Regions from separate parts of the Mus musculus genome. Here all the other regions are linked to region 2. Evidence: chromatin contacts called from public Hi-C, HiChIP or PLAC-seq, Micro-C and promoter capture Hi-C data. All regions are on one chromosome and are shown on one strand. The core of a region is the stretch at or near the end of the contact, and the rest is flanking DNA. Distances in the headings are between cores, read along the strand shown. Region 1 holds the start of Foxl2os (forkhead box L2, opposite strand). Region 2 holds the start of Mras (muscle and microspikes RAS). Region 3 holds the start of Cldn18 (claudin 18). Region 4 holds the start of Sox14 (SRY (sex determining region Y)-box 14). Region 5 overlaps Gm1123 (predicted gene 1123). Region 6 overlaps Pik3cb (phosphatidylinositol-4,5-bisphosphate 3-kinase catalytic subunit beta). Region 7 overlaps Pik3cb (phosphatidylinositol-4,5-bisphosphate 3-kinase catalytic subunit beta).

Region 1 (2,700 bases), core at 138-2,637, 480 kb before region 2:
TCATTCAGACCATTATCCTTCACAACGTGTCTGATCACTCTTCCTCAGCCTCTCTCACACTTCCAAGACTGCAAACCTGTGTTAAGGCTGAGTGACAGGGCACACCTGATGTTGTGCTGGCACGGAAGGAATTCCTCTAAGTCCGTTTTCTATTTTCGGAGATGTAACTGGATCCCCACCAGACTTCGGCTATTATCTTAAAAACAAGGGGAAAGACTACTGTCCATTCGTGACTGGGACGCGAGAAAGCGCCTCCCCAGCCTGTGGTTTTCCTTCCTTACCTATGCTGGAAGGAGAAGATGCAGGTAACGGCTGTAAGGGTAGGAAGGACAAAGGAAGACAGGAAAAAAAAAAAAAAAAGAGGTTGTATCCACGAACCATGTTCATGGATACAACCATGTACTCTGGTGCTTGATTCATACACCTCACTAAGCAAAAATAAGCAAATACAAGTCTCACACATTGTACATATATAAGCATACCTGGGTTTCTGAACAGCACACTTGCGCAGTATCACGTGTGTCTTTAAGAACAGATTTTTGCCCCGTGCCTTCCACGCGTGACACTTGTGCACGCAACAGTCCCCAAAGCCCCTCAGCAACATCCTCGTCTGTGTCCAAGCCAGAGTACAAGGGATACCACTTGATCTTTAAAACACACACCCAAATTGTGGGATTGCAAGGCGAGTTCCAAGGAGAAAGCTGGTCCCTACATCCACCTCAGCACAGAGAAGCGAAACGTCCGATGCCAGTGAGCGGTACTCCTGGGTGTCTCTTCCCAGCGATCCTCTCCCCAGCCTCAATTGGGCTCAGAGAGCTCGAGGGACAGAGCAGGCCGAAGCTTCTGCCTTCCGTGACACGAGCTCTGAGCTGGTTTACCTCCAGCTGCCGCAAAGTTCGGCCACTCCACCCCGGTCCGGCCCCCTTGCCATCTCGCCCCTCCCTAAGCCTCAAAGCTAGAAGTCTAGCCCCAGCACAGCCCGAAGCACAGAGCAAAGGGTTTTGTTTTCTTTCACCTGAAAGCTGCCCAGAGGCTTGGATCACCTCTCCTCGCTGGGGTCAGCATTCCCGGGGCACTGGCAGGGCGCAGCGAGCCCCAACCAGGGCTTTTCGGCGAAGCAAACACCCGCAGATTTTCAAGACTCGTAAGAGCGTGAGGCAGGCTGTTGGCTGGGCCCGGGAGGCTCCGGAGGCTCGGGAAGGCCGGTCCAAGTTCTGCCGGCCGTTTAAAAAAAAAAGGAGACTTAGAGATGAACTCGCCCGTGCGCTGCTGGCTGCCCCGCTATAGGGGCGAAGGCCCCTGACGCAAGCGGAACTCTGCGGAGCCCATACGAATCAGAACGGAGCGAGGCTCCTGGCGCACTAGGGACTCCAGGAGGCGGCTGCGCCAGAGACGCGGGTCGCGCCTCGGGGAAACCGGGCGGTGGGGGGAGGGGAGAGCTCAGCCAAGAAAACCCACCGAGGCGGGGACTGGCCTGGGCGGGGAGGGGCGGCGGGGCCGGAGCCCCTCGCTGTTGGGCAGACTCCCGATGGCCAGAGGCTGACTTCCACTCCCGCAGACCGCTCCCCGGGGGGAAAAGAGAAGAGAGTGAGAGCCGCGCGAGGCCTCCGGTCCCCGCAGCCTGCAGAAGTTAGAGGCTCTGCGCCGAGCGCACACTCCTGCGCCCGCCTGCAAGGCGAGCCTGCACCAGGAGAGCACAGCCTCCGGGCTGCCCGGCCGCGGAGAGCCGGCTTTTGTCATGATGGCCAGCTACCCCGAGCCCGAAGACACGGCGGGGACCCTGCTGGCTCCGGAGAGCGGACGCGCAGTCAAAGAGGCCGAGGCGTCGCCGCCGAGTCCCGGCAAGGGAGGCGGGACAACACCGGAGAAACCAGACCCCGCGCAGAAGCCCCCGTACTCGTACGTGGCGCTCATCGCCATGGCGATCCGCGAGAGCGCCGAGAAGAGGCTCACTCTGTCCGGCATCTACCAGTACATCATAGCCAAGTTCCCGTTCTACGAGAAGAACAAGAAGGGCTGGCAGAATAGCATCCGCCACAACCTCAGCCTCAACGAGTGCTTCATCAAGGTGCCGCGCGAGGGCGGCGGCGAGCGCAAGGGCAACTACTGGACGCTCGACCCGGCCTGCGAGGACATGTTCGAGAAGGGCAACTACCGGCGCCGCCGCCGCATGAAGCGGCCCTTCCGGCCGCCGCCCGCTCACTTCCAGCCCGGCAAGGGGCTCTTCGGGAGCGGAGGAGCGGCGGGTGGCTGCGGCGTGCCCGGAGCTGGGGCCGATGGCTATGGCTACCTGGCGCCACCCAAGTACCTGCAATCGGGGTTCCTCAACAACTCCTGGCCCCTGCCGCAGCCTCCCTCGCCCATGCCCTACGCCTCCTGCCAGATGGCGGCGGCTGCGGCGGCCGCTGCTGCAGCCGCTGCAGCCGCCGGCCCGGGCAGCCCCGGTGCAGCCGCGGTGGTCAAGGGGCTGGCGGGCCCCGCCGCCTCCTACGGGCCGTACTCGCGCGTGCAGAGCATGGCGCTGCCTCCGGGCGTCGTGAACTCCTACAACGGCCTGGGGGGCCCTCCTGCCGCACCACCGCCGCCGCCACCGCCGCCGCACCCTCACCCGCACCCTCACGCACATCATCTGCACGCGGCCGCTGCGCCCCCGCCAGCCCCGCCACACCACGGGGCTGCCGCGCCTCCCCCGGGTCAGCT
Region 2 (2,920 bases), core at 397-2,896:
CAACAGAGCCCCCACACCTCCCACCGGGCCAGAGAAAGGCCAAACCATGCCATGAAACGCAGTCGGCGAGGCTAACTGCCTGCAGGGTACTATGAGCACACACACACACACACACACACACACACACACACACACACACACACATCCCCGAAGAAACACCACGGCCTGAAACATTTTCAGCCCCAGTCAGCAGGGACATGCAATTTACAGGAAATAAGAAGGTTTACGGAATGTTAGCAGCTCAGATTTCTTCTCTGGGAAAAGGGGCAGGAGAAAGTCTACGAACTGCTTCAGTGAAAGTGCTTTGTTCACAGCTGAGCCCTTACATGCGTCAGTTGTTAATATACATAGCTGCCACCCCACACTTCAACCCACCACTGCAGGACGTGCGGACTGGTACACTAGGAATGTACAGTGCAGGCTGCACAAGCCTTAAACGTCAGCATCTTAGAGCCTCACTCACAACAGGCCAGAACAGACACGGGGTCAAAAGCACAGGCATAGGCACAGTCCTGGGTAGGTTAACGTCCCACTTCTCCCATCTTTCTGGAGGCGTCCTGTCTGAAGATAGGCAAATTCCCATCAAGTACCAGGGCTTTGTAAGCTTTGCTTTAAGCATTCTCCGCTCACTCCTCGGCCAGCCAGACCTCTGGAGGCCACAGTTTTGAGCGTCATCAGTCAGTCTCTATAATTTGGTCCAGAGAATCAAAAACACCATTGTAGCCCAAGAAGGTTCCCCACCATCAGGAGCTGCCCCAGCGCTCAGGTCAGAGTTCAGGTGACACGGTCTTTGTCCTATTCTCCAGACTGCACTCCGTCCCCAAGGCACCTCAGCTTTGCAGGGGGTTCTACCGTAATGTCAAGGGCCCACTCTGCTCTTCTGAACAGTCGTCTCTCTGACCTAACCCTGGCGTAGGGGCACTTGAGCTCTCCCACTGACCACACTAGACTGTCATTCAGTTTGTGCCCTGCTTTCCAAGCAGAACAGGATTTGGCATGGAGCCTGACACATGATGGGCACCGGGCCGCATCAGTTTAACGAGCGCAGGCCCCAGTGGTGACCAGAGAGCCAGCCCAGCAACCCGAACCCAGGACGCAGTGAAGAGTTGTTTATGAAGAAAGCGGTTTTGTATTATCCACATGAATGTACCACCTCTCCGTAGATCTTTAACCTGATTTACGCCATTTTAAGCCAGGAGAGCCCCTACCCGACCCCGCCGCCCACCTCCCTGCCGAGTCCTTACCCGGGCAGCCGAGGAACCCCAGGATGACTACAATCAAAGGAGTCTGTCTAAGCGGCGGCTAGGCCCTTCCCACTTGGGTCGGAGTGGTGAGCGACTTCTCCGCTGCACACCGTTAAGCCAGAGCCGGTGGTAGGGGGCAGAGGCCACGCACAGCCGGAGCCCGCTGCCCGGGTGCAGCCGGGTGCAGCGCAGCGCAGCCCGGCGAACGCGGAACCGGCCACACCTCCAGCCCCGGAACGGAACAAAGCGCCCGGCGGCCTCCTCCCCTCAGGGTTGCCGGGCGGCTCGCCGCGCGCTCCCGCCGGGGCTGGGCTCCCGCCCTGGGCCACCGCCTCCTCGCTCGCACCGGGAGGAGGGAGCGCCGCGCCCGCCGGGCCCCGCGCCGCCGACTGACGGCTCCGCGCCAGCCAGCCCGGCCGCCGCCGTCCCCGCCCCGCTGACGCCTTAAAGCGACCGCGCACCCCGCGCCTCGGGAGCCTTCCGAGTGGCTGCGACGACCCCCAAACGGCACCACTGTGGGCATTGGGACAGCTGGCACCGGGCAAGGGTCCCCTCGCCTCCACTCACTCACCACACGGATCTGCAGTCTGTGAGCCGCCGATAAGCCTAGGACACCTAAGGGGAATTGGCCCCGGGCGGCTTTAAAAGAGCTGTAGGTTCAATCTTTAACTCTTCGGGCTGCCAACTTCGGGACCTGCGGACGCCTCCCCAGTCCTTAGAAGAGTCCCGTCGCTTCAACCACGTCCCGAGGACCCCAAGATTCCGAGGGCCTGCTGCTTGCTTTAGCTAGGTGCCAGATTCAGGCCTCAAAGTTCTTGAGAATTAGCCAGCGACCTGGATAGGAGGCGGCGGCGACGTTCGCACACCATTTAGCTCTTCCATTGGGTTGGAGTCATTCCCTACTCCCTATCCCCGGCTTTCCCTTTTACAAGACTTGAGATATGATCACATAACGCTGAGTATATGCTTTTAAAGGCGTACGTTTCAGTGGGGTTTTGGTATAACAAAGTTGTGCGACCATAGTTATTTATCTAATTCCAGAACATTCGGGTCACTACTCCTTTCCCCAATAAATTAAAAGAAAAAACCTCTGTGGGTAACCTCTCCCCATTCTTCCCCCCTCCCAGGCTCTGGAACCCTCTAATCTGCATTTCAGCCTCGGTGGATTTGCCTATTCAGAACATTCTATATAAATGGAGTCATACAACATGTGGTCTCTGTGACTGGCTTCTTCCACGGTGTGTGCAGACTGGATGCACGTGGTTCCGCGTAGCCACACCTCGGCCAGACTCATCTCCCACTGTGTGTATAGGAAGCATTTGTTTAGCCTTTCCTCAGTCGATGCTTACCTACTTTCCCCCTTTCTCTCGGTGTGAATAAAGTGCTAGTGTTAAAAGTCTTTATGTAAATACTGTGATTCCTCTTGGATACATACACCTCCAGCGGAATTGCCGGGTTGACTGGGGAACTCTTTCGGGGGCATATATCTGTTTCCAACGCAGCCATAGCATGTTACACTGGCACCACTCACGTGTGTGCGGGGACATAAGCATGCACCTGTGCATGCGTACAGTTGTGAGGACAGGACAACAGTGGGTGTTACCTTTCGGGTGCCTGTCACCATTTTGCTTTATTTTGATCTTTGGTTGGGGTGTGGTTGTTGTTGTTGTTTCTTT
Region 3 (2,879 bases), core at 97-2,596, 270 kb after region 2:
GCCATGCAATAATCCAGGTTTTGTATGGTCTCCCCTTGACCTATCCCTTCAACACAGTATAATCTCTCCTGGTAGTCTGTTCCCCATCCCTCGGGCTATTTTCTTTCTCCCCTGCCTCCCTGCTTAGGTTTCTCATCCAGTCTGTGACTGTAACCCTGCATGGAGTGGCTTTCCAAGGCAGAGTCCACCCTGACACTACTCCTCAAAACAAAGATGGACTAATCAAATTGCTTTTCATAATTCCGCTCCAAGAGCCTCACGACCCCTTAGCATCTTGTAGATTTGTTTCATCTTTACAAGGGGTTTGCTTCAGAGAATCAAAGCCACACCTATGCCCTTGTACAAGTTGAGTTTGTGAATTATCGAGAATGCAAAGTGCCTATGATGCATGAAAAAATTATTCATATTAGAAGCAAAATTCAACTTTTATCTTCAAAGGTGAAATGGTGTCATATATTATATCCTACATTGTTATAATATTATAATCTGACAACTCTTGCTTTTAGGGCAAGTATAGCAGATATTTTAATTGCAAATGCAGAAAAAGGAAATCGTAATTTAATGATAATGATCGTTTTTTTACACCTCACAGAGATCCTGCTTTAAAAAAAAAAGTAATCAAATCGAAAGTACAATTGAAATCACTCTCAATAAATTTCTCTGTCTATAACAAAATGCCATCCCCCCCCCCCCCTCTCTACTCTCAAGTCTATTCAGGCAGAAGCAAGTCTCTTGCTAATGGAAAGAAGCCTTTTATGTTCTCCTTAAACAACAAGGTTCAAACTAGCCTTTACCAGCACGTCCTTATATTAGACCCACTCTATTTGGCTGCTGTATGAATTCTCCTATCTCCTACATGGCTACTGTTCCCTTTGATCCAATGCCAAATTCTCTATTCACACCTTTTATTGGGAGCCAAGGCTGCCACAGTCACACCTGAGGCGGATTGCTCAGTCCTGGGAGTTTCTGAGGATGCGCAGCCCCTCAGCCTTGCCTCAATCACCTCGCCTACCTGGAAGGCCCAGGATGGTGAAGTATGGCCGGCACTCGGTGAACCCCGAGCTCTGTTGCACGCAACTCCTCCAGAGCCCTTCATACTGGAACACGGCGGTGACTGGGTTGTCATACAGGTCTTGAGTGCTCCACATGTCCATCCCAGTGGCGGCTATGCAGCCGGCCAGACCCAGGAGGGACAGGAGAAGCCCTACCACCTGGCACGTGGTGGTGGCCATGGCTTCAGCTGCTGGGCGCAGGCTTCCAGGAGCAACCACCACCCTCTTGCTGGGAAGGTTCACGGCCTCGGGCCTCGCTGGGGAGCGCTCTTAATCAGAAGCTCCCCTCAGCTCAGTGTTTGCTCATACTGTTTTCCTTAGATAGTTCAGTTTCGCTCCTGCTTCAAGGGCATGGTTTTCATTTGTTGGGGAAGCAGCCCCAAGAGGCACTTGTCTGGTTGAGCTTTGCAGCCCGGGTGGTTGGAACGTGGAGCAGGCTGAGTGGACGAACCTACTCTCCCCTCCTCCAGGCCCTCCGGGCTCTGCCTCTGCCCAGAACGCACTATCTAGGGGAAATCAAAGTTTGTCCACTACCGTGACAGCATGAGGAGAGACCACCAAGGCTGACCCTATCTATAACAAAACTTGCTGGGATTCACCCATTTGTCCCTATTGTAATTCAGACTGTAATACATTCTCCTCGCACTTCTATGTCACCTTTCTGTTCTGATCCCCAAAGGGCAGGGCACCTGTTATTATTTCATTCGTTAAGAGGTGGAAAAGGAATTTGTCCAGATGTTTTGAACTACAAGTACTGTAAGAGGCAGCAGTAGTGATTTCTACCCTTCACTTTCAGACTAGCGTTCCTTCTCTATCTACAAACTGAGAGGCTAGAACAAGCAAAGTTGAGAACAGGAAACCAGGTTGTAGAGATATACCCTTGATCTGCAGGTATTGATATGGCCCAGGGAGCTGTCCCTCATAAAACGGAACTATACAAATACCAAATACCACACACACACACACACACACACACACACACACACACACACACAACCACACACAACCACACCCTCTCTCCCCCACCACTTTTCTAGACATGGCAAGTTCTCTCTCCAGGAAGCCAGCTCATATTTGAATGTTATCTTGGATGCCCCCAGTCCCAATAAACACACAAAAAAATAGTTAACATGGATGGTCTTCTCGGGCAACCCTCTCCTCGACTGCACACTGCTTCCTGTGGTTGGTATTTGTAGAGAGTGAAGCATGAACCAGAACTGTCCCAAAGAGGGAACAAGCCAGCCATGACAAATGAGAAGCTCCGAGTGCTGCTGAGCCGAGCTACAAGGCCGAGACAATTGTCAATGCTATCGGCTTCTGCTGGGGGACTGAGATTGATCGATTAGGTTAAATAATGTTGGTGGAATGTATTCTAGATTAATTCTCGACATTGCTTCTGGGGGCACTGCCAACCTTGGTGCTACCGGAGGCCATATTTGTCATTCCCACAGAGCTCTGTGTGTGTGGTTCTCAGCTATCTGGTTTATCACTCATTCCTCCTAAAAATGTCGGCTCTAATGCAGCTAAAATAGGTTGAAACAGGTAAAAAAATTGATTTACCTATTTTTATTTGTAGCAGTTTCTCTATGATGTTTTACACTGACTTTTAAAGTTGGGGAGGGGATCTTATTTCAGTAATATGCTTTCTTTCTTGGTTGAAATGTGGCAATGAATTTGTGTGTGTGTGTGTGTTTTCTTTGTTTCTTTCTTTTTTTTAGGAAAAATTAAATTTAAGTGCTAAACTAAAGCTAAATCTACCTACATAGAATCTGAATGAAAAGAGAGAAATTATAAGTCTACACACTTTAGAGGATATATTTAAAACAC
Region 4 (2,854 bases), core at 64-2,563, 440 kb after region 2:
GCGGCAGGCCTGACCCAGAGGCATCTGCGGGCCAGACTAGGTGCAAAGGAAAGGATTCAGATCTCTGCTTCCACGCTACCCATCAGGTCCGGGCCAAGCTTGGGGTTACATGGCCGTAGCGTGGGCTGACGAATAAGGGTCTATGCCAGTCTTGGTCATGCCTGGGAAGAGGATGTAGGCGACAGGGGGCTGCAGGGTGGAGGCAGACCAGGCGGTACAGTTACAGGGCACCACGTAGCCCGGGTTGGTGGGGGACGGGTGCGTGTGCGTGTGCTGGCTGGGGCAGCTGAGACTGCCGAAGGCGCCGTTCTGATAGCCCAGGGTGGACGCGTAGGGCAGCGCGCTGGTGGCCAACGTGTGGGGCACTTCACCCATCTTCTGGATGGCACTGGAACTAAATTGCGCAGGGTCCAGCAGGGAGTAAGGTGCCGAGGCAGGCGGCAAGAAGGCCCGGGCTTTCTCGGGCGCGCTCAGGAGGCCGTCGGAAGCCCCCACGGGCAGGCCGGCCGCCTTGAGCGGGTCCGTGTCGCCCAGGTAGGGCAGGGGGAAGACATACCTGTCCTTCTTGAGCAGGTTCTTCGGCTTGCGCCGCGGCCGGTACTTGTAGTCAGGGTGCTCCTTCATGTGTTGGGCGCGCAGCCTTTTGGCTTCATCGATGTAAGGCCGCTTCTCTGCCTCGGACAGGAGCTTCCATTCGGCGCCCAGGCGTTTGCTGATCTCCGAGTTGTGCATCTTGGGATTTTCCTGGGCCATCTTGCGCCGCTGGCCCCGGGACCATACCATGAAGGCATTCATGGGCCGCTTGATGTGGTCTGAAGGTTTGGACATGGTCCCGGCGAGGCGGGCGGGGGCGGGGAATGCAGGGGCTCTGCGGGCGAGCCTGGGCGCGGTTGGCCGTCTGTCTTTCTGTCCGTCCTGAGCCCGGGACTCTGAACTCCCCTCGTCTCGGAGCCGCAGAGGGGAAATCAGAGAGAAGAGCTGACCCTGCAAAGTTTTCAACTGATCATGCCAGTCCCAGCCCCCAGGCAGCCCCCAGGGGGCCGAAGGGTAGGAAGGGCAGCGGGGATGAGAGGGCGCTCGGCCTGGAGTCTGTGGGCACCAGAGATTGGGGCCCAAGTACCAGAGTCTTGGGATTAAGTGGCTAGGTAATTTTCTGGCAAGGGCAGGAGATTCCTCCTTCGCTCCCTCTTCACCTTCGCCTTCTCTCCTTCCCGTCTCTCCCCTGGCTTCTCTGGCCGTGGCTCCCCCCCTCCCGTGGTTTCCGGGCGCTGCTTTGCCTAGCACTGCACCTGGCCGAGAATGCGGGGAGGCTGGTGAACTGCAGCCAAAAGCGGCGAAGTTCAAAGGCGAGGTGGGCCGGGACCGCACGCACTCTGACATAAGCGCGGGGCGGCGACTCCCCAACCTGGGCTCCAATCAGCAGCAGGGAAGGCGAGGGGGCGCACCTGCCAACTCGCGAGTAGTGGAAACCCGGAGCGTCCCTGATGGGGGCGGGGAGAGGTATGAGGGACAGAGAGACCGCCACCGCGAACAGAGCGGCTTGATAGCTCAGGATTCGGGGCGGGGGTTCACATTGTCTCTGGCACTGTCAAAAAATTAAAACTCTTCGTGACCCCTGTTTTTCTTCCCCAGTTGTTCAAAGGAGAACCGGTGCTTCTAATAATATAAAGACCCAGGAAGCTGTCAGCCAAGCCAGCAAGCCCAGAGCTCACGTAGATAAATAGGACAGTCCCGTCACCAAATGGGAAGACAGCACCCTCTACCCCCACCCCGCCCCCAACAACACACACTTGTCAAAGATCCTTGGGAGAGGAAAAGAATATATCAAACTCAGGCCAAAACCAAAATAAACTTTTCGCGCCAGAACATCTACGGTGCTTTGGTATCATTCTCCCAGGTTGGCTTTAGGCGGCGCCTCCACCTGTAATCCAGGACGCTCTGCGGAGCAGTTCTGGGTCCCTGGGGGTCGGAGCCAAGAGCTTTGAGCCGAGACCAGGATGCTTCATGCGGGCTTCGCAGAGGTTTAGAGTCCTGATTGGCAAGCCCTTAACACTCTTCACTTTGGGGGCCCTTGCCACTAGGACTCTTCACTTTGAGGGTTGAGTGTGGTAGGCAGAGGTCCATCCTGATTCTTATTCACCTATGTTATTATTATTAGGCGATTTAAAACTCGAAGCTTCCCTCAACGTCCAAACTGCAAGGGCAGAGGGAAGGCGGGGCTTGGGGACCTTCCTGGTCTCTCTTCTGCGCCTGCAGCGTGGAGCCTCAGGCTGTACCCTCTTAGCTAGGGTCAATTTTTCTCAGGGTGCCTTTTCCCACCCAGTGAGGATGGGGGCTCGTTTCTCGAGTCAGATGAGCATTCTTCGGGTAAAGAGGACGAAATAACCCGCCGAGCCAACCTGCGAGCCTGTTTTCTTTGAATAATTGCCTGGCCGATGCGAAATGCCCTTGGGGGAAATATTTATTAAATGGAAACCATTGTCCCGGGTCCTGAAGGACTGGAGTGTGTTCCAGACTTATTGGCTTTTGCGCTAGCCAGTCTCTCCCGGGAGGAGGACAGGCCGAAATGCCCACGGCGCAGTCGGCTACCAGAAGCTGCGAGTGGGGGTAGGTGGGCGGCAAGAAGGGAGGGCCTTTTTTTTTAATGTAGTGTGTTGTGTTTGAAGGAGAGAATTTATTTCCGCTTCCTATGATTGCAAAAACGTGGGGGCGGGGGGGGGGCGGGAAATCGGTCAGCTTTAGGGCTGTTCTTAACAGTGTTGGATGTTATTCCCATTTCACAGATGAGGAATAATTTCCGGGAGAACTGATCTTCATTCTGATTTATTTAGAGGCAGCTGGAGCCCCTACTTTC
Region 5 (2,700 bases), core at 65-2,564, 430 kb before region 2:
CTCCTCCCCCAACCTCCCACCGCCATACTGCCTGTGACCAGCACAGTGTGCTTTCTCCTACCTAGCTCTGTGCAGACACTCCTGCTCTAGAGGGGTACAGCATTCAGAAAACTCTCGAGTTCCACGTGGGACTCTTCTTCACCTCTCCCCTGGATGAATCCATAAAATAAGGTTCATCCAAAAAGGAACAGGGAACATTGGCCTGTGTATGTGGGAGGTGCCATAGTAGGCCTGCGGATATGGGAGGGGCCCTGATTGTCTACATCTAGGGTTGTACCAATCAGAAATTCCTACTAAACACGTGTCCTCAACAATCTTCCAAATCATGAGACCCTAGGTCTCAAAAAAGGGATCTTAAAACTGACATAACAGAGCACTTGTCACCATCCGCCTGCATCAAGTTAGCTACAGGAAGAAGGTCCAGTGTACTTCGAGCTGTCACCTTTCCGATTTCTGAACTTGGGCACTGGTCCACAGAGAGGAAACTTTGCAGCCTGACGATCATAAAGCAGTCCTATTGTCCTCCTGGCCATCAGCGAGAGCTGTGCACTTCCCAGCCCACCCCATCCTCCATTTTAAAAATGAAAACAGCGACACGAGGGCTGTAACATCACTGCCTGATACCCACTGGCTTCTCCGACCCGTCGGTTTTCGTCCTCTGTTCCAGCCCCAGTATTCTAAACACCCAGCTCTTCACCACAGAGACCACATTTGTCTCGATCCATGAAAACGCAAGCTCAGAGCGCTCCCTCACATCTCCGGAGGGATGACTCCGACAGGCGTGGCCACGGTGAAAGCTTTTTATACTCTCTGTTTCGGTACCCACAGAGTAGACTGGGGCGATGAAATCGATTTAATTCTCAGGGCAAGTCAGAAGACAAGGACGACAGCCGCAGTGCACGGTGCAGCTCGGGTTCTTTCTCACACAATACAATTTCATTTATATTGAAAATCATCATGAACTTTGCAAAGAAGTTAGTCACTTCCTGTTTTTCTCTGATCTAAATGCATGTGATAGCTTTACGTTTTAAGCTATGTGAGGACCTTAGAAATACTTCAGAAGGTGACATAATGCTAGGACTAGGGACAGAGCTCTTTCCTAGCAAGCATGAGGCCCAGGTTTTACTCCTAGCGCAGTGAAAATGAACAGATCCCATTATTACTGTAAAACACCGTTTGTTTTATGTAAGTTCTGTGACTTCAGCACTGTGACATTTCACCCTGTTACTGAGAAGGCGCACTCTCTACCCACTACAGTAACTTACCAACAACTGTCAGCTGAATGGTCCCCTTGGCAGTACCAAAGGCATGGGACACTCCACACTGATAGGTGCCAGCGTCAGAGAGCCGAGCATCAGTTATATTTATAGATGCCTCACCAGACCTGATGTCATTACTTGTAAATTGCACACGTCCTTTCATATCTTGATAGAAGTTGTCGTAAATCTTGTCTGCTAAATATACAATAAACTAAAATTTAAAAGAAGCAGAAAGAGAACATAAACAAACGTGGGCTGAAGAAGTGGCTCTGTGGTTAGAAGCATGTAGCTCTCATCAGGGGACCCAAGATCAGGTTGCAACACCCACAAAGCAGTTCACAGCGTAACTTTCAGATTCCATGGGATTTAATATCCCCTCTGACCTCCACAGACACTAGACACGCATGCAGTTCAAGAGACTCAAATGTAATAAAAAATAAATCTAAAAAAAAACTTTCAGTAATGCTATGCATATACCATGTTACCATAAAACTTTTTTTTTTTTTTTTAAGAAATAGAAATGAAAGAGAAAGTAAAGAGAGCTGGTGAGCTGGCTCAGATGACAGAGACCCGAGTTAGGGCCCTGAGAGCCAATGGAAGAGGCAGACATGATTTCACAGACATGAAGCCCACCACTAGAATAAGGGGTTGGAGGGCGGGCAACCCCAGGCACTTGCTGGCCACTCAGTCTAGCCATCAGTGAGCCCCAGTTTCAGTGAGAGACCATATTTCAAAACACATGATGGAGAAAGAGGGCGGGTGACACCTAACCTCATCCTTCAGTTTCCACAGATAAAGGCATGCCCACACACATACGCTGCGCATACACACACATCTGCCCCACACATACTTCATTATATACAGAGGGAGGGAGGGAGGGAGGGAGGGAGAGAGGGAGGGAGGGAGGGAGGGAGTTGTTATACAAAAACCCACACTAATAAAAACACAGAATGATGAGCTAGAACTGGGTCCATGTGGACCTGGGATGCAGTCCCTGTACCTCTATTATTATTACTATTTTAAAGCTTTGTTGTTTTTATTATTGTTTTAAATCATATTTAGGCTGGCTCAGGTGTGGTGGCGTTCACCTATAACCCCAGCACTCGGGGGCCGGCCGGGAAGAGTGCCGGGCCACCAGGAGTCGGAGTGACAGACAGTTGAGAGAAGCCATACCGCTGGGTCCTCTGGGAAAGCAGCCCCGTGCTCTTAAGTGCTGAGCCAAACCTTTGGCCTCCATACTCCCATTATGAATGGACAGCCAGGTTTCAGTGTGATTAAATAACTTCTAACATAATTAAATACCATAGTCCTGTACTAGAGACGGGGTCGGTGGGACTGGACAGGTTCACACACGTGTTCATTCATGGATGTTCCTGTGTCGCAGCTGCCTCAGAGGGTTTAGTAATAAATCAAGTAAGAACAAGGACAGTCACTAGGGAGG
Region 6 (2,700 bases), core at 63-2,562, 350 kb before region 2:
GTGTCTGTTAATGCTAAGAAGTGAAGTGAGGGAGAGGCAGGCAGAGGGCAGGGGGACGTGTTGGAACCCATCTGTATTCCAGAACACAGGAAACTGAGACAGGATGATCATGATTGCCTTGGGTCTAAACAAGTTCCATGCCAGCCTGAACCCACAATGGAACACTGGTTTTAACTGCCTTAGTCACCCCAAAACTGTCCTAAAAGGTTAAGCTGATAGAAATGAAATATGCTGGGCTGGAAAGCTGGCTCAGTGGTTAAGAGCACTGAATGCTCTTCCAGAGGTCCTGAGTTCAATTCCCAGCAACCCATGATGACTCACAACCACTCCTAATGAGATCTGATGCCCCCTTCTGGTGTCTGAAGACAGTGACAGTGTACTCATATACATAAAATAAATAAAAATCTTTTACAAAAAGAAAAAGAAAAGAAATGAGATACACCGCTGGGGATTTCTAAGCCTCAAGTTGGGAACCAGAGCCACAAGCAAGGCTGAGAAAAAGAAACAACATAGAAATAGTCTGCCTATTCAGATATCTTGTGTCCTGTGTCTCAAGCTGATTAAGTATAATATCTAACCTGATAGTATTTGGTGAGAGGGCACTAAAAATACCATGCAGGAGAAGGCTATTTTTCAAGTAAATGGTGATGAGCTTTTGGCAAAGATGTTGATTGTCACAGAAGGAGAAGTGAGTAAAGGAAACAGGTCTGAGACTGAGAGCACAACTGAAAATCACATGGTTTTGGGGTTACCAAAGGCCGACACAGGAAACTTACAGAAATAACTCGCGTTTTCTTTGGTGGTAAAGGGAGAGGAAGGTTGGATGAGTTTCGGTTGATGGCAGCCTCTATGGCAATCATTTCTTGTTCATACATTTTCTTGATCTTACAACATTCCACAAGGATGAAGTGGGGCAGGGTTCTATTCATCACACAATTCCGGATGTACTGAAGTAGCAGGAGAGGCGAGGGTAGAGATTTACAGGCATCATTTAAATCAACAAAGAAAATTAATATGAACAGCACTACACTAAATGTACAGTATAGGTATATGTTACTCAACTTAGTATCAAGAATATAATCATTTAAAGTCACAACACAGGAAAGCTGGAGAGGCAGCAGCCCCTGGATGCTCCAGGGAATCCTGCAACCACCTCTGGCCTCTTTAGGCACTACATATACATGGTGCACATACGTCCACAAGGGCAAAACCCCCATACACGTAATATAAAAGTAAATGTAAAACTACAACACAGGAGTCAGTGAGCTGGCTCAGCAGGGAAAGGCACTAGTCACCAAGTCATCAAGTCACCAAGTCTGATGACTCATGTTCAGCCCTGACCTACGGTGGCAGGAGAGAAACTACTCCCAAAAGTTGTTCCCTGACCTCCACAAGCACACTCTGGTGCACACAACTACACATAGAACAAGTGAAAACGTTATAAGGTCACAGCACAGCACAGCAATGCTGATGCATCTTTGTGGTGTACTGCTGGGAAACTAAACCCAGGGGCCACAAGCTTGAGGTCAGTGTTAAGAAAACAGTAGCTCAGCTCAGTATGAGCAAGAGGCCCTGTCTCTGAAGACTACGGGCCAAGGATTGAATTCAGATCATTGCCTAGCAGGTGCAAGAAACCCTGTCCAATTGTTATCATCAAACAAGCCATCAACAGCAAAAACCCACATAAAACAGCCACTGTTAACTGAGTACCCAATTACCTAGGAATGGAGAGAGATACTTACATTGTGGTTATTCTTAATAACAGTCTTCAAGAGACCAAGTTCCATTTCACAGGTTGTGGCCATGAAAACCAGAAGAGCTAACTTAACACACCTCGTATCTCTAAGACCCAAATATAAATCTATTTATCTGATGCCCAAGTTACATGCTGGCCAATCAGCCAGGGATGGTCTAAGTCCAGAGGACGCCTGAGGTGGCCCTTTTGCAGCACAGGATTCTAGGCGAGCGCCACCAGCAGTTTACCCAGGAAAGACCTTCTGGTCTTTCAGTCTAATGTTTTATTTTCATAAAACCAGGAGGCTCCACAAAAGATAAACTAAAAAACAAACAGTGACCATTCCTACTTTTAAGATTACAAATATATATGTATAAATCCCATGAATTCCTGAAAATAAACTCCTTCTATAGATCCAAAGCTTGATCCAGCTTATTCTGTGCTAGCCTGATGGAGGATGTCTTGTGCAAGACGACAGACTGGGAGGAAGAGAAGGATCTCCAGGTTGCTCACCTGACACTTTTGCTTTCTTCTTCCTGCTCAGCTAGAGCTCAACTGCTCACTACCCCAGAGCTGTGCACATAAGCTGTCCTATCCTAGGCCCCCTCTTGAACAAGAGGACATGCCACAACTTTAACAGACAAGACAGTATAAAATTCTGTTACCTGTTAAATGCATCTCAACCCGTTTTCTCTTTGGACACTCGAAACAGGGATCGAATAGCCTGGCCTGGTTGTTGACTCCAGACCTCTTGCCTCTGCCTCTCCACTGCTAGGAGCATGAACATACTGCCACACTTGACTTCAAAACTTTCTTTTCTTACAGACATCACTCAATATGTGGCCCCTCCACACTCCTGACAAGAGCTAACTCACGTGTGTAGCTCAATAGCTGGAGGCTGGAGCAGGATTACATCCCTGTGGGCTATAGAGTAGAACCTTGGTCTCAAAAACCTAACACTACCA
Region 7 (2,754 bases), core at 159-2,658, 390 kb before region 2:
ATGCACACATAGACACACACACCGTGCAAAATAAAAAAATAAAATTTAAAAACATAAGAAAAAACCTTGATCTTTCTGATTCCTAACTCTGGCATGCAGGCTGCTATGTGTGTGGAAATCCCTTCACTAGAACCAATCACTTTCACAAGCATTTTGCAGAGTGGAGGACCAAGAGTGGAGGAACGGAACATGCACTTGGTCACTTGTGCTTCACTGCATGAATAATTTAAAGTTTTTATTTGAAATTAAATCACATCGCCTGGCTCCCTAGCTCCCTCAGATAGGCACCACCTATGCTTCTCCCAACTCCTGCGATGATCAAGTTTGATGGCTAAAACAAAACAAAACAAAACCAGACTCGGGGTTGGAGAGGTGGATCAGTGATCAGTGGCTGAGCAGCTGTCCATCTCAGGGGAGCTGACACCTCCCTCCTTCTGGCTTCTACAGGCACAAGACCTGCACATGCACACATTCAAACATACATACAGGCAGGATAGCATACACAAATTAAAATAAAAAAGAAAGCAGATTACGCAGGTTCCACCCTGATTTTATTATTTTTCTCATCATTGGTTATTTTTAAAAAGACCTTATTCGTTTTTATTGTATTTGCATTGAGTGTTTTTGCCCACATGTATGTATGTGTACCACATGTATGCCTGGTGCCTGTAGGACCAGAAGGTTGTGTCAAATCTCCTACTATAACTGGAGTTATAGACAGTTGTGAGCCACCATGTGGGCACTGGGAAAGGAACCTGGGTCCTCTGGAGGACTAGTGAGTCGTCTTAGCTGCTCAAGCCCCCAACTGGTTATTTTCTGAATTTTTCACTTATTAGTTTGAGACAGGGTCTAGAACAAGCAACTCTTCTGCCTCGGACTTCTGAGTGCTGTGATTACAGGTACCTATCATCAAATCAGGTCCAAATACAAATTTGTGCAATCAAAAGATAGGCCACTGTTAAACATTTAAATAAACACTTAGCACTAGATCCTAACAACACATACAGTAAGGGTCTTCTAGAGTGGGATTGTGTGCAGCAAGGCCATCGGCTTTCTTACTGGCAGGTGATGCTTATAAGAGATTCTACAGGGTTGGCAGGAAGGTGAAAGAAAACACAAAGCACATGCTGCCATCACGAGACCCACAGCCTCTGCAGTGCGGCTTACCTGGCCGGTTTTCTTCACCATGATGTTGTCACTGTGCCTGTCACCAATGCCGAGGACATAAGAGGCTACACAGTAGCCAGCACAGGACAAGGTAAACTCCTCAATCGCTCGGTCCAGGTCATCCCTGGAGGCAGACAGAGAAGCGGCAGGAGTTAGAACTCCAGTTTGGGGGATGAGAACTAAGCCCCATCGATGCTCAGGGAGAGCGCTGCACTAAGCTGCCAAGCAGAGTGAGCATATGGGCTTGGGAAAGCAGACGAGTCAGGCTGGCAGCCAAGGCATTGCCTAGCAGAGCCTTAGCCACGTGTCTCTATGTCTCAGGAGTCCTGGTTCAGGAGGTCTTAGGTTTACACAAAAGGTATTGTAAGAGACCACCATGGGTTGTATCATCCTTGGGCCTGGGAACATTTTTACCAACTTTTGTTTTGGTTTTTAGCTTTTGGAAGGCAAAGTCTTACTCTATAGCCCAGGCTAGCACAAAAATCACCATGGAGCTTGTCAGGTCTTAAACCCATTGCAATTCTCTCCTCCGTCAGCCTCCTAACTGCTGGGTTACAGGAAGAACCATTCCAAGTCAGGGTGGCCTCAGATTAGAATCCAGGCTTCGGAGCCTCGGTCAGAAGTGAGAACACAGACTCTTTGTAGAAGGCTGTAAGACTGAAACTGCTCCGCTCTCATGGAAGCCCTGAACAACGTGATGTTAAATGATGCCATTTGAGCTGATCTTAAGTCTTTGGCCAGCAGTGCCTGGAAAGCACTTCCTTCACAGTGAGATCCTTACTTCCTAGAAGAGCGGTGCAGTCCATCACCTTAACCATAGATAACACGCACTATTCTTACAGTGTTACTGAAGCAGGGTCTCATGGACCACAGATAACACGCATTACTCTTACAGTGTTACTGAAGCAGGGTCTCATGGACCATAGATAACACGCATTACTCTTACAGTGTTACTGAAGTGGGGTCTCATGGCTGTTTTCTGGCTCCACCTCCAGAATCCTGAGATTACAGGCACGTGTCCCTGTCCAGCTGTCTGTGGTCCCAGGCATCAAACCCAGGGCTTTACAAATACGCCACTAACTGATATATATCGCCAACTCAGTAACACAGTTTTAAATATTTTTCTTTTAGTTTGGAGAGATCACAGACTATAAACTTCGATCATAAAATTAACCTAACAGGGCTGGAAAGATGGCTTCGTGGCTCAGAGTATTTGCTGTTCTCCTGAAGGACCTGAGTTTGGCTCCCCACAGCCACACTGTGGTTCACAGTCCACCGTAACTCCAGCTTCAGAGCATCTAAGCCCTCTCTGGACTCCATGGGCGCCTGCACTCATGTGCACACACAGACACACGTGCACACTTAATTAAAATAACAGTAAGGCTAGGCATGACAGCACACACCTTTGATCTCAGCTCAGGGGCAGAGGCAGAAAATCTCTCTCTGTAGTCTAAGCATGCGCTCAAGGACAGCAGGACTACAGAGCTGCCCCATCTCCAAAAACGAAACGAAGCAAATAAATCTTCTAAAAGAACGAACCTATGAGAACCCAAGTTCATAATCACACAAGCTGATGTGGATAAGCAA

Evidence for each region. Promoter capture Hi-C pulls out the DNA fragments that hold promoters and counts their contacts. A called contact is a pair of places that touch in the nucleus more often than the background predicts. HiChIP or PLAC-seq counts read pairs in DNA pulled down with a chosen protein or histone mark.
Region 1: a contact with region 2 is called in a promoter capture Hi-C map of embryonic stem cells. The contact joins the promoter of Foxl2os here to the promoter of Mras in region 2. A contact is called at or near these places in 12 of 39 promoter capture datasets (the HPC-7 cell line, cranial neural crest, embryonic stem cells and 3 more), 11 of 484 Hi-C or Micro-C datasets (the BV-2 cell line, bone marrow-derived macrophages, cortical neurons and 2 more), 8 of 115 datasets of contacts at active chromatin or transcription factors (a colorectal cancer cell line, embryonic basal ganglia, embryonic stem cells and 2 more) and 2 of 9 other capture datasets (adipose tissue and embryonic stem cells).
Region 3: a contact with region 2 is called in a Hi-C map of cortical neurons, with 2.2 times the contacts expected there. The contact joins the promoter of Cldn18 here to the promoter of Mras in region 2. A contact is called at or near these places in 1 of 484 Hi-C or Micro-C datasets (cortical neurons) and 1 of 115 datasets of contacts at active chromatin or transcription factors (pancreatic cancer cells).
Region 4: a contact with region 2 is called in a Micro-C map of embryonic stem cells, with 5 times the contacts expected there. The contact joins the promoter of Sox14 here to the promoter of Mras in region 2. A contact is called at or near these places in 1 of 39 promoter capture datasets (embryonic stem cells) and 2 of 484 Hi-C or Micro-C datasets (both in embryonic stem cells).
Region 5: a Hi-C map of bone marrow-derived macrophages shows a contact between it and region 2, with 21 read pairs. The contact joins the enhancer-like site here to the promoter of Mras in region 2. A contact is called at or near these places in 10 of 39 promoter capture datasets (3T3-L1-derived adipocytes, the C10 cell line, the HPC-7 cell line and 6 more), 1 of 484 Hi-C or Micro-C datasets (bone marrow-derived macrophages), 5 of 115 datasets of contacts at active chromatin or transcription factors (bone marrow-derived macrophages, cardiomyocytes, embryonic forebrain and 1 more) and 3 of 9 other capture datasets (adipose tissue, embryonic stem cells and liver).
Region 6: an H3K27ac HiChIP or PLAC-seq map of microglia shows a contact between it and region 2, with 6 times the contacts expected there. The contact joins the enhancer-like site here to the promoter of Mras in region 2. A contact is called at or near these places in 7 of 39 promoter capture datasets (the C10 cell line, the HPC-7 cell line, cranial neural crest and 4 more), 6 of 484 Hi-C or Micro-C datasets (the C2C12 cell line, the P5424 cell line, brain and 2 more), 4 of 115 datasets of contacts at active chromatin or transcription factors (the HPC-7 cell line, the NIH/3T3 cell line, embryonic stem cells and 1 more) and 2 of 9 other capture datasets (adipose tissue and embryonic stem cells).
Region 7: a contact with region 2 is called in a promoter capture Hi-C map of hippocampal neurons, with 5 times the contacts expected there. The contact joins the enhancer-like site here to the promoter of Mras in region 2. A contact is called at or near these places in 16 of 39 promoter capture datasets (the C10 cell line, the HPC-7 cell line, HPC-7-derived erythroid cells and 10 more), 1 of 15 datasets of contacts at CTCF or cohesin (the NIH/3T3 cell line), 11 of 484 Hi-C or Micro-C datasets (the Ba/F3 cell line, the G1E-ER4 cell line, bone marrow-derived macrophages and 7 more), 9 of 115 datasets of contacts at active chromatin or transcription factors (bone marrow-derived macrophages, craniofacial prominence, embryonic forebrain and 5 more) and 4 of 9 other capture datasets (adipose tissue, embryonic stem cells, liver and 1 more).

The regions. Positions count from the first base shown.
Region 1 is chr9:98,953,923-98,956,622 of GRCm38.p6, forward strand. It overlaps Foxl2os (forkhead box L2, opposite strand), which reads right to left and starts at 1,388. Exons shown (of 8, transcript NR_003248.3): 1 at 483-1,388; 2 at 282-312; 3 at 106-196. Foxl2 (forkhead box L2) reads left to right here and starts at 1,685. Exons shown (of 1, transcript NM_012020.2): 1 at 1,685-2,700. The coding sequence starts at 1,739.
Region 2 is chr9:99,435,066-99,437,985 of GRCm38.p6, forward strand. Mras (muscle and microspikes RAS) reads right to left here and starts at 1,647. Exons shown (of 6, transcript NM_008624.3): 1 at 1,245-1,647.
Region 3 is chr9:99,708,717-99,711,595 of GRCm38.p6, forward strand. Cldn18 (claudin 18) reads right to left here and starts at 1,347. Exons shown (of 5, transcript NM_019815.3): 1 at 1,013-1,347. The coding sequence starts at 1,232.
Region 4 is chr9:99,874,857-99,877,710 of GRCm38.p6, forward strand. Sox14 (SRY (sex determining region Y)-box 14) reads right to left here and starts at 1,314. Exons shown (of 1, transcript NM_011440.1): 1 at 1-1,314. The coding sequence starts at 828. The coding sequence ends at 106.
Region 5 is chr9:99,007,962-99,010,661 of GRCm38.p6, forward strand. It overlaps Gm1123 (predicted gene 1123), which reads right to left. Exons shown (of 8, transcript NM_001080776.1): 7 at 1,266-1,470. Among named protein-coding and RNA genes, the nearest start is that of Faim, 23 kb to the left of the region's middle. Within about 2 kb of position 1,315, at least 55 of the 459 cell types and tissues checked have an H3K27ac peak or open chromatin away from gene starts, as enhancers often do. A contact at or near this core is called in adipose tissue, bone marrow-derived macrophages and hematopoietic stem and progenitor cells, where this site is marked.
Region 6 is chr9:99,089,374-99,092,073 of GRCm38.p6, forward strand. It overlaps Pik3cb (phosphatidylinositol-4,5-bisphosphate 3-kinase catalytic subunit beta), which reads right to left. Exons shown (of 24, transcript NM_029094.3): 7 at 777-947. Among named protein-coding and RNA genes, the nearest start is that of Pik3cb, 49 kb to the right of the region's middle. Within about 2 kb of position 1,313, at least 53 of the 459 cell types and tissues checked have an H3K27ac peak or open chromatin away from gene starts, as enhancers often do. A contact at or near this core is called in the HPC-7 cell line, hematopoietic stem and progenitor cells and microglia, where this site is marked.
Region 7 is chr9:99,043,578-99,046,331 of GRCm38.p6, forward strand. Pik3cb (phosphatidylinositol-4,5-bisphosphate 3-kinase catalytic subunit beta) reads right to left here. Exons shown (of 24, transcript NM_029094.3): 21 at 1,168-1,291. Among named protein-coding and RNA genes, the nearest start is that of Gm1123, 9.3 kb to the left of the region's middle. Within about 2 kb of position 1,409, at least 11 of the 459 cell types and tissues checked have an H3K27ac peak or open chromatin away from gene starts, as enhancers often do. A contact at or near this core is called in hippocampal neurons, where this site is marked.